Linked DNA regions of Ovis aries: region 1 is linked to region 2. Evidence: chromatin contacts called from public Hi-C data. All regions are on one chromosome and are shown on one strand. Each heading gives the region's core, a stretch centred on a gene start, on an enhancer-like site or on the middle of the called end of the contact. The rest is flanking DNA. Distances are from core to core; before and after follow the strand shown. Region 1 has its middle 76 kb from the start of ZBED5. Region 2 has its middle 57 kb from the start of USP47.

Region 1 (3,159 bases), core at 182-2,681, 810 kb after region 2:
ATGAATCGAACCTGGACTGGTGATTCGTTTCACATATGGTAATATACATGTTTCAATGCTATTCTCCCAAATCATCCCACCCTTGCCTTCTCCCACAGAAGACCTCTTTTAAAGGAGGATCAGATTACAGGTGAGACTCCAGCGGGGCTGGATCCACTAGAAAGCTGTTTATTGTAATCACACAATTACCCCTGAACTAGGCCAGGGCCTTGGGCTAGTGTGGAGGGAAGGGGAGTAGCAGAACTGGCCGGAGGTGCGGGGAGGTTGGGAGCAAGCTAAAACATAGATTTCCAAGCCCTGCCCAGAGGCTTAAAGAGGGGCCCAAGGCCCTGAATATTCAGCGAGCCCCTCCCCCAGGATAATGCTACTGCAGGTGACTCCCACTCCCACCACTCTCATTAGCCCCACAGCCATCGGGTCACATCCTAGTCACCCTTCCTTCTTATGGATTCTGTGGCTTCTGCCTGGGAGGTTCCTCCGCTTCTGCTCCCCCTTGACTGTCTTCTCTTTCAAGACCCAACAGCTCAAAAACACTGATAAGGGGACTTCCCTATGGTCCAGTGATTAAGAATCTGCCTACCAATGCAGGCGACACAATTTTGATCCCTAGTCCAGGAAGATTTCACATGCCGTGGGGCAACTAAGCCAGTGAGCCACAACTACTGAAGCCTGTGTGCCTAGAACCCAAGCTCCGTAACAAAGGAAATCACTGCAATCAGAAGCCTTCACACTGCAACCAGAGAATAGCCCCCCATGCACTATAACTAGAGAAAGCCCAAGGGCAGCAATGAAGACGCAGCACAGCCAAAAATGAAATAAATAAATAAATTTTAAAACATATACATACTGATAGGTAAACCCTTTCAGATTTCAGGATATAATCTTGTGCCAGGCACCAAGTTAGTTCTTTACATAAATGATTTCATTCAATCCTCAAAACAGCCCTATAGAATAGGTCTCCTAATAAACCCCATTTTCCAGATGAGGAAACTGAGGCACAGAGCAGTTAAGTAACTGGACCCTGGTTGCACCTCTGGGACCTGTGCTTCATCTGTATCCCCCACTAGACTGCTCACAGATGTGGCTGAGGCTGTGTCTCTGAAGCCCTAGAGCCTGGGGCAGCGCCCAGCACAGTTGCTCAGTAAATGTTTGTCGAGCAAGTAAAAGAATAAACAAACACCACCTCCTTCCATCTGTGACCCTCAGCCAGCACCCAGGCAATGAATCTGCCCGCTCCCACTGCCACCTCCAGGAAGTACCAGCAGTCAGGGCATAACCCACCCTGTTGTTGACCAAGTGACCCGCAGACCAAGGAACATGACTTCCTGGACTGTTGAGCCTTTTTATTTGGCGATATCAGAGAGGGAGTGCTCTCTGTCACAACTGCAGACAGGCCTCCTCAAAGTCTCCTCCTCCTCCTCTAGGCTGCCTGCCAAGCCTCTGCCTCACAGCTGCCTGCCTCCCCTCCAGCTCTGGCTCAGTCTCTTCACCCCACCTGCCTTTCTGCTCCCCTCCCAGCATTCTTCCCCCTCCCTTCCCCCTTTATCCTCCTCCCGCTTCTCTCTAGGTTTCCCTGCCTCTTTCCTTCTCTCCCTTCCCCACCTCACTCCCTCTCTGCAGCCAGCTCTCCTTCTCTTTCTGTTGATTTGTGTGTGGTGTGCATGTGTGTGTGTGTACGTGTGTGTGGGTGTGTGCGTGCATGCGTGTGTGTGCGTGTGTGTCTGCTGCTCTCTCTCTGCTTCCCTTTCTGTCTTTCTGTTTCTCTCCTCTGTCTCTGTCTCTCTGCCTTTCTCTCTCTCCTCTGTTCTCCCCACTTCCCTTCTTCTTCTCCCCTGCCTTCACTGCCGCCCTCCCTCCTGGAACCCAGCATCACTTCCTCCCTGGCCTCTCCCCAACTCCCGGAAGGAGGTCAGTTGGCTGCCCTGGTTCCCTCCTCTCTGCGTCAGAGCCTCAAGGCCTGGGGGCCTCTGGGCCCTTGCCACCAGCCTCCCCGCTTGTATCCCTTAGGCTTCTTTCTCCTCTGAGTCTTCATTAAAGGCTTCTCCCCTCAAATCCCGCCCCACCTCCCTCCTGAGGGCTGCCTCCCCAGGCTGCTGGGGACTGTTCTCCCAGAGCTGCCCTGCAGCTCTCTCTCCCCAGCTCCCTGCAGTGGTGGGGGGATCTTATTCCTCGGGCTGGGCCTCAGGTCCTGCCAATGTAGGCCCGGAGGCCTCCCCTGGCCCCCTCTGCTTCCTTCAGACAAACTGCAGAAATCCTGGAGCAGAGCCAAAGGGGCCGGTCCCTGCTCGGAGGCCACCCAAGTGAGAAGCCAAGGGGCCTCCCTATGGAGCGCAGCCACCCTGCCAGCCCTGCAGAAAAGCCGTCAACTCCAGCACTTTGAGCCACAGCCTTAGGCCCTCCTTGGGCCAATAGGGCCTAACTGGCTCCACAGGGGCTGAGCCATCCGAGAAGGCCGGGCACTGCAGGGAGTTCAGGTCTGTTCTGCCCTCACCAGATGCCTGCAGAAGCCTTTGTTTCCAGGGCAGAAGCTGTCAGAAGACTCCAAACAGGCTTATGGGTGATAGTGGGGCCCACTGGGGGCTTAGCCAGTAAGCATAAAGCTAGGGCTGCAGGGGAAAAGGAGAGCTCAAGGAGCCCCTACCCCAGATCTCCAGGCAGCTCACTCCATTCCCTTCTTCAGTAAACATTTAACTGAGAGCCCAGTGGGTGCCAGAGATAAGCAGAACGGTTGTCCCTGCCCTATATGGGCTGGTGAGAGAGAAAAACAACTAAGCGGCAAATACAATGTGATAAATGATAAATTATCCATAAAAATGGATAATTATGAAAGGAAACATTGAGCATGTTATAAGAAATGAGCAAATGCTGTAAATTGGCAAAAGCATTTTGTTATCTTATTTCAATCCTCATTTGCAGATGAGGAAACTGAGGCTCAGCTATATAACTTAACTGCACAACTAACAAATAGCAAAGCTAGGATTCCTAAACTGCCTAACTGACCTCAAATTACTGCTCCCTACTGATATAAAACGCTATGGACAAACAGAGGGGTGAGGGGGGTTGGGGTATAAGTGGACAGAGTGGGTGAGAAGGCTTCACAGAGAAGGTGAAGCCTGCTGGGTTTTTGAAAGGTGAATAGGAACTCCCCTGGCAGCCAAG
Region 2 (3,381 bases), core at 382-2,881:
TTGACATGAATTTTCTGTGATACTGGGTAGAGGGGGCAGTTAATTAGCCAAATATTGCATCAAGAATTTTATATGGAATATATTTACTTTTCCCAGTTAAATTTTAATTTTTCTGAAATTATTTGTATGAAGGTAAATTGTTTTCCATCAAGATTTTTTGACAGACTCAACTAATTACTTTTTTTTTCTACTGAGTTTGACTGGTTATAACTTGTTACTGTGAGTTTTCTTTTTGGTCATTGCTTTTTGTTTGGTTGGTGTGTGTGTGTTTGGGGGCCACATAGCATGTCTATGGGATTAGTTCCCCTACCAGGGATGGAAACTGATTCCTGAGTCCTAAACACTAGACTACCAGGGAATTTCCAAGGCCATTACTTTTCACAAGTACAATACCCATGGGTCAAATGATCAGATTAAAATTTTGTGAAGAAGATTCTACTTTTTCGCATAAAATTTTGAGTTCATATTTTATTGTTTTTAATAATACCTAGAAGAAGTGATTCTTTTTCTGTGGGTAGAGGGGTTATGGACTCAGCATGTGGGATCTCCCCTGACCAGGGACTGAACCTTGGGCCCCTGTGTTGGGAGTACAGAATCTTAATCCCTGGACCACCAGGATGTGATTCTTTTAGTCATTTAAAAATCAATAATATATTTTCTTATTTGAAGTTTTTGCCATTGCAGTGTTTGTTTCGGATAGGTAATTTCTGCAAGTAAGATTTATTATGAATTGGATGTTAGTGATTTAATATTTCATCAGATCTGAATACACAATGGGATGAAAATATTTTTGAGGTCAAAAGTTAGGGTCAAAATGCTCTTCTCTGTGCCTGATGTAAACTAAATACTTGGTAATTACTAATCATTATGATTACTTGAAAGTGTAAATCAGTCCTACTCTATTTATAGAGCCACTCTATTCTCCACAAGACTTTGTGGTGGAGGTAAGGGAAACAACAGTTTGTGTAGAGCTGGGACCAGGGGTCAACAAGGTAATCTTACCAAGTGAGACGGGTCAAGCCTAAAATCCAGTGGGGATGGGTAGTGCCAAACTGGTCAAGGCCTGCTCAGGCTAAAGGGGCATTTGCTACTCAGCTCTAGCTAACTGTGGGTCGTGTATTGCCACAACCTTAGATTTTTAACAGTCTGAAAATGCACATTTTCAGGTGAAATGCGATATTTAAGCACTGGTAGATAATCTGATTTTTACAGAACCCAGTGTGGCTCACATTATGCAGTTTCAGCAGAACATGCGTGTTGTGTACCACTTCTTAAAAAAAAATAATCATGTATGTATTTGGATGTTGTGTACCACTTAAAAAAAAAAACACAACTAGTGATGTATTTATTTGGCTGCAATGGGTCTTCGTTGCGTCGTGTGGAATCCTTTGTGCCTGTGCACCGGCTCTCTAGTTGGGGCCTGTGGGCTTGATAGTTGTGGCTCTGTTGAAAAAGTCCTTCCTGCTAAGGAAGCTCAGCTGTAATGTCAGGACCAGACAAGGCCAGTGTGTCCTTGGTCCAGGTCTGAAGGATGGGAATGAAGTGAAGTATGCTGGCAAGGAATATGTCTAGTCACATCCCATTATTTCAGGGCAACCCTTGAAATAACATGGGATGTCGGCTGTTTGGCAGCAGGTGGCAGCATTAGAACAGAGATTGGCCATGTGAGAGCCCATGAGCGTCTCAGTTCCTTCCTATTTGTATTTGACGAAAGGAAGAAATAGATTACCCCAGATCAGTTTTAGAGGAAACAACGTTATTTGCCATATGTTTTCAATAATAAAAAAAAAGATTTAAGCTCCTACTAAGTGCCAGTTCCCGTGCTGTACATTTTCTCAACAGTCATCTTGTTTAAACCTCACAAGCTGTCCTGCAGGCAACTGTTAATATTTCTCGCATCTTAAAGATGGAGAAATTGAGTTTTAGAAAGTTAAAGATCTGAAAGTTGTACTGTTTCTAAGAGGTGAAGTTGGGTCTGGAACTACTAGAACTTTGACTCTTTTCATGGAATCACACCTGTCTCTACCAGCCTTATAGTCATGTTGCTGTCTCAAATCTGTTGATATTTTGTCTGATTGATATTCTTAAGAAACTCAGGCTGTATTCTGGGACAGAGAAAGCCAGCATGGCAGAGGACATCTGCCCCAGAACCTGGCCAGGTGGTTGTGCCCCAGAGCTGTTGATTGAGAGACGATGGATGCTATTATGGAAAAACACCAGATTTACAGTCTGGAGGATGGATATAGAAATTTAATGTGTTTCTTCATTTTTTTATGTAACAATTCTGCGACAAGAACAGATTACCTCTTCCCTTTCTTATTATCTAAAGCATCAACATAGAAAATAAACTATCTAAGAAACTGAATATTTCTTGTGACAAATACGAGGGGCTGGCTATCACTCCATTTAATTTGGTAATTAAAGCTGGAGTGTGTTTGCAATACAGACCTACCCCTGGCTATTTTGTACAGTATCAGATTGTTTGATTAAAATAGATTCATCTCCTGATTTTGTATAAATGGCTTAAATCTGTTAAACAATTTGCTAAATAATTTAGATCATCTAACAAAGTTCAGAATTTTTTATGGCTAAGGCAGTGCTGGGTAGAGAACAGATTCTATACTGTCCCTTTCTTCCTGTATGACCCTGTGCAAGTAACTCATCCTTCACTGATAAAGCAGGGGATGGATTGAATGGCATCACAGGCTTCTTCCTGCTCTGCTAGTCTATGACTTTCTGAAGTCCCCATGGATTTGTGTGGGAACAGAACTAAGTCCGCTTTCTTGAAAAGGAGTTCCAGAAGTAGGAACAGGATTAGATAAGCCCTTCCACCTTCAGAGGAATGATCCCAAGTCACTGGCTAGTTAGGAACCAATGCAAAGGAATAGTATTATATGGTATTTATTAAAGAGCACAAGCTTGAAATCAGACAATCCTGATCCAAATCCTCATCTACTGGTGACTAGCTGGGTGTTTAATCTTGGATAAAATCTGAATCTTGATTTTCTTAGCAAATAGCTGAAGATTTCCTATGAATTTTTACAAACAACTTTTATTGGAGTATAGTAGATTTACAATGTGTTACTTTCTGCTGTACAGCAAAGTAAATCAGTTATACATATACATATATCCATTCTTTTTTAGATTCTTTACCCATGTAGGTCATTACAGAATGTTGAGTAAAGTGCCCTGTGCTATACAGTAGGTCCTTATTAGTTATCTGTTTTATATATATTAGTGTGTATATATCAATCCCAATCTCCCAATTTATCCCTCCCCCTTTCCTTCCTGGTAGCTTTAAGTTTGGGGGCTTCCCAGGTGGCATTAGTGGTAAAGAACCCGCCCGCCAATGCAAGAGATGTGAAAGACGTGGATTCAATC

What was found. A called contact is a pair of places that touch in the nucleus more often than the background predicts.
Region 1: a Hi-C map of hypothalamus shows a contact between it and region 2, with 5 times the contacts expected there. The contact joins two enhancer-like sites. A contact is called at or near these places in 2 of 16 Hi-C or Micro-C datasets (hypothalamus and tail adipose tissue).

The regions. Positions count from the first base shown.
Region 1 is chr15:41,468,695-41,471,853 of ARS-UI_Ramb_v3.0, forward strand. No RefSeq gene overlaps it. Among named protein-coding and RNA genes, the nearest start is that of ZBED5, 76 kb to the right of the region's middle. Within about 2 kb of position 1,432, at least 43 of the 54 cell types and tissues checked have an H3K27ac peak or open chromatin away from gene starts, as enhancers often do. A contact at or near this core is called in hypothalamus, where this site is marked.
Region 2 is chr15:40,660,345-40,663,725 of ARS-UI_Ramb_v3.0, forward strand. No RefSeq gene overlaps it. Among named protein-coding and RNA genes, the nearest start is that of USP47, 57 kb to the left of the region's middle. Within about 2 kb of position 1,632, at least 4 of the 54 cell types and tissues checked have an H3K27ac peak or open chromatin away from gene starts, as enhancers often do. A contact at or near this core is called in hypothalamus, where this site is marked.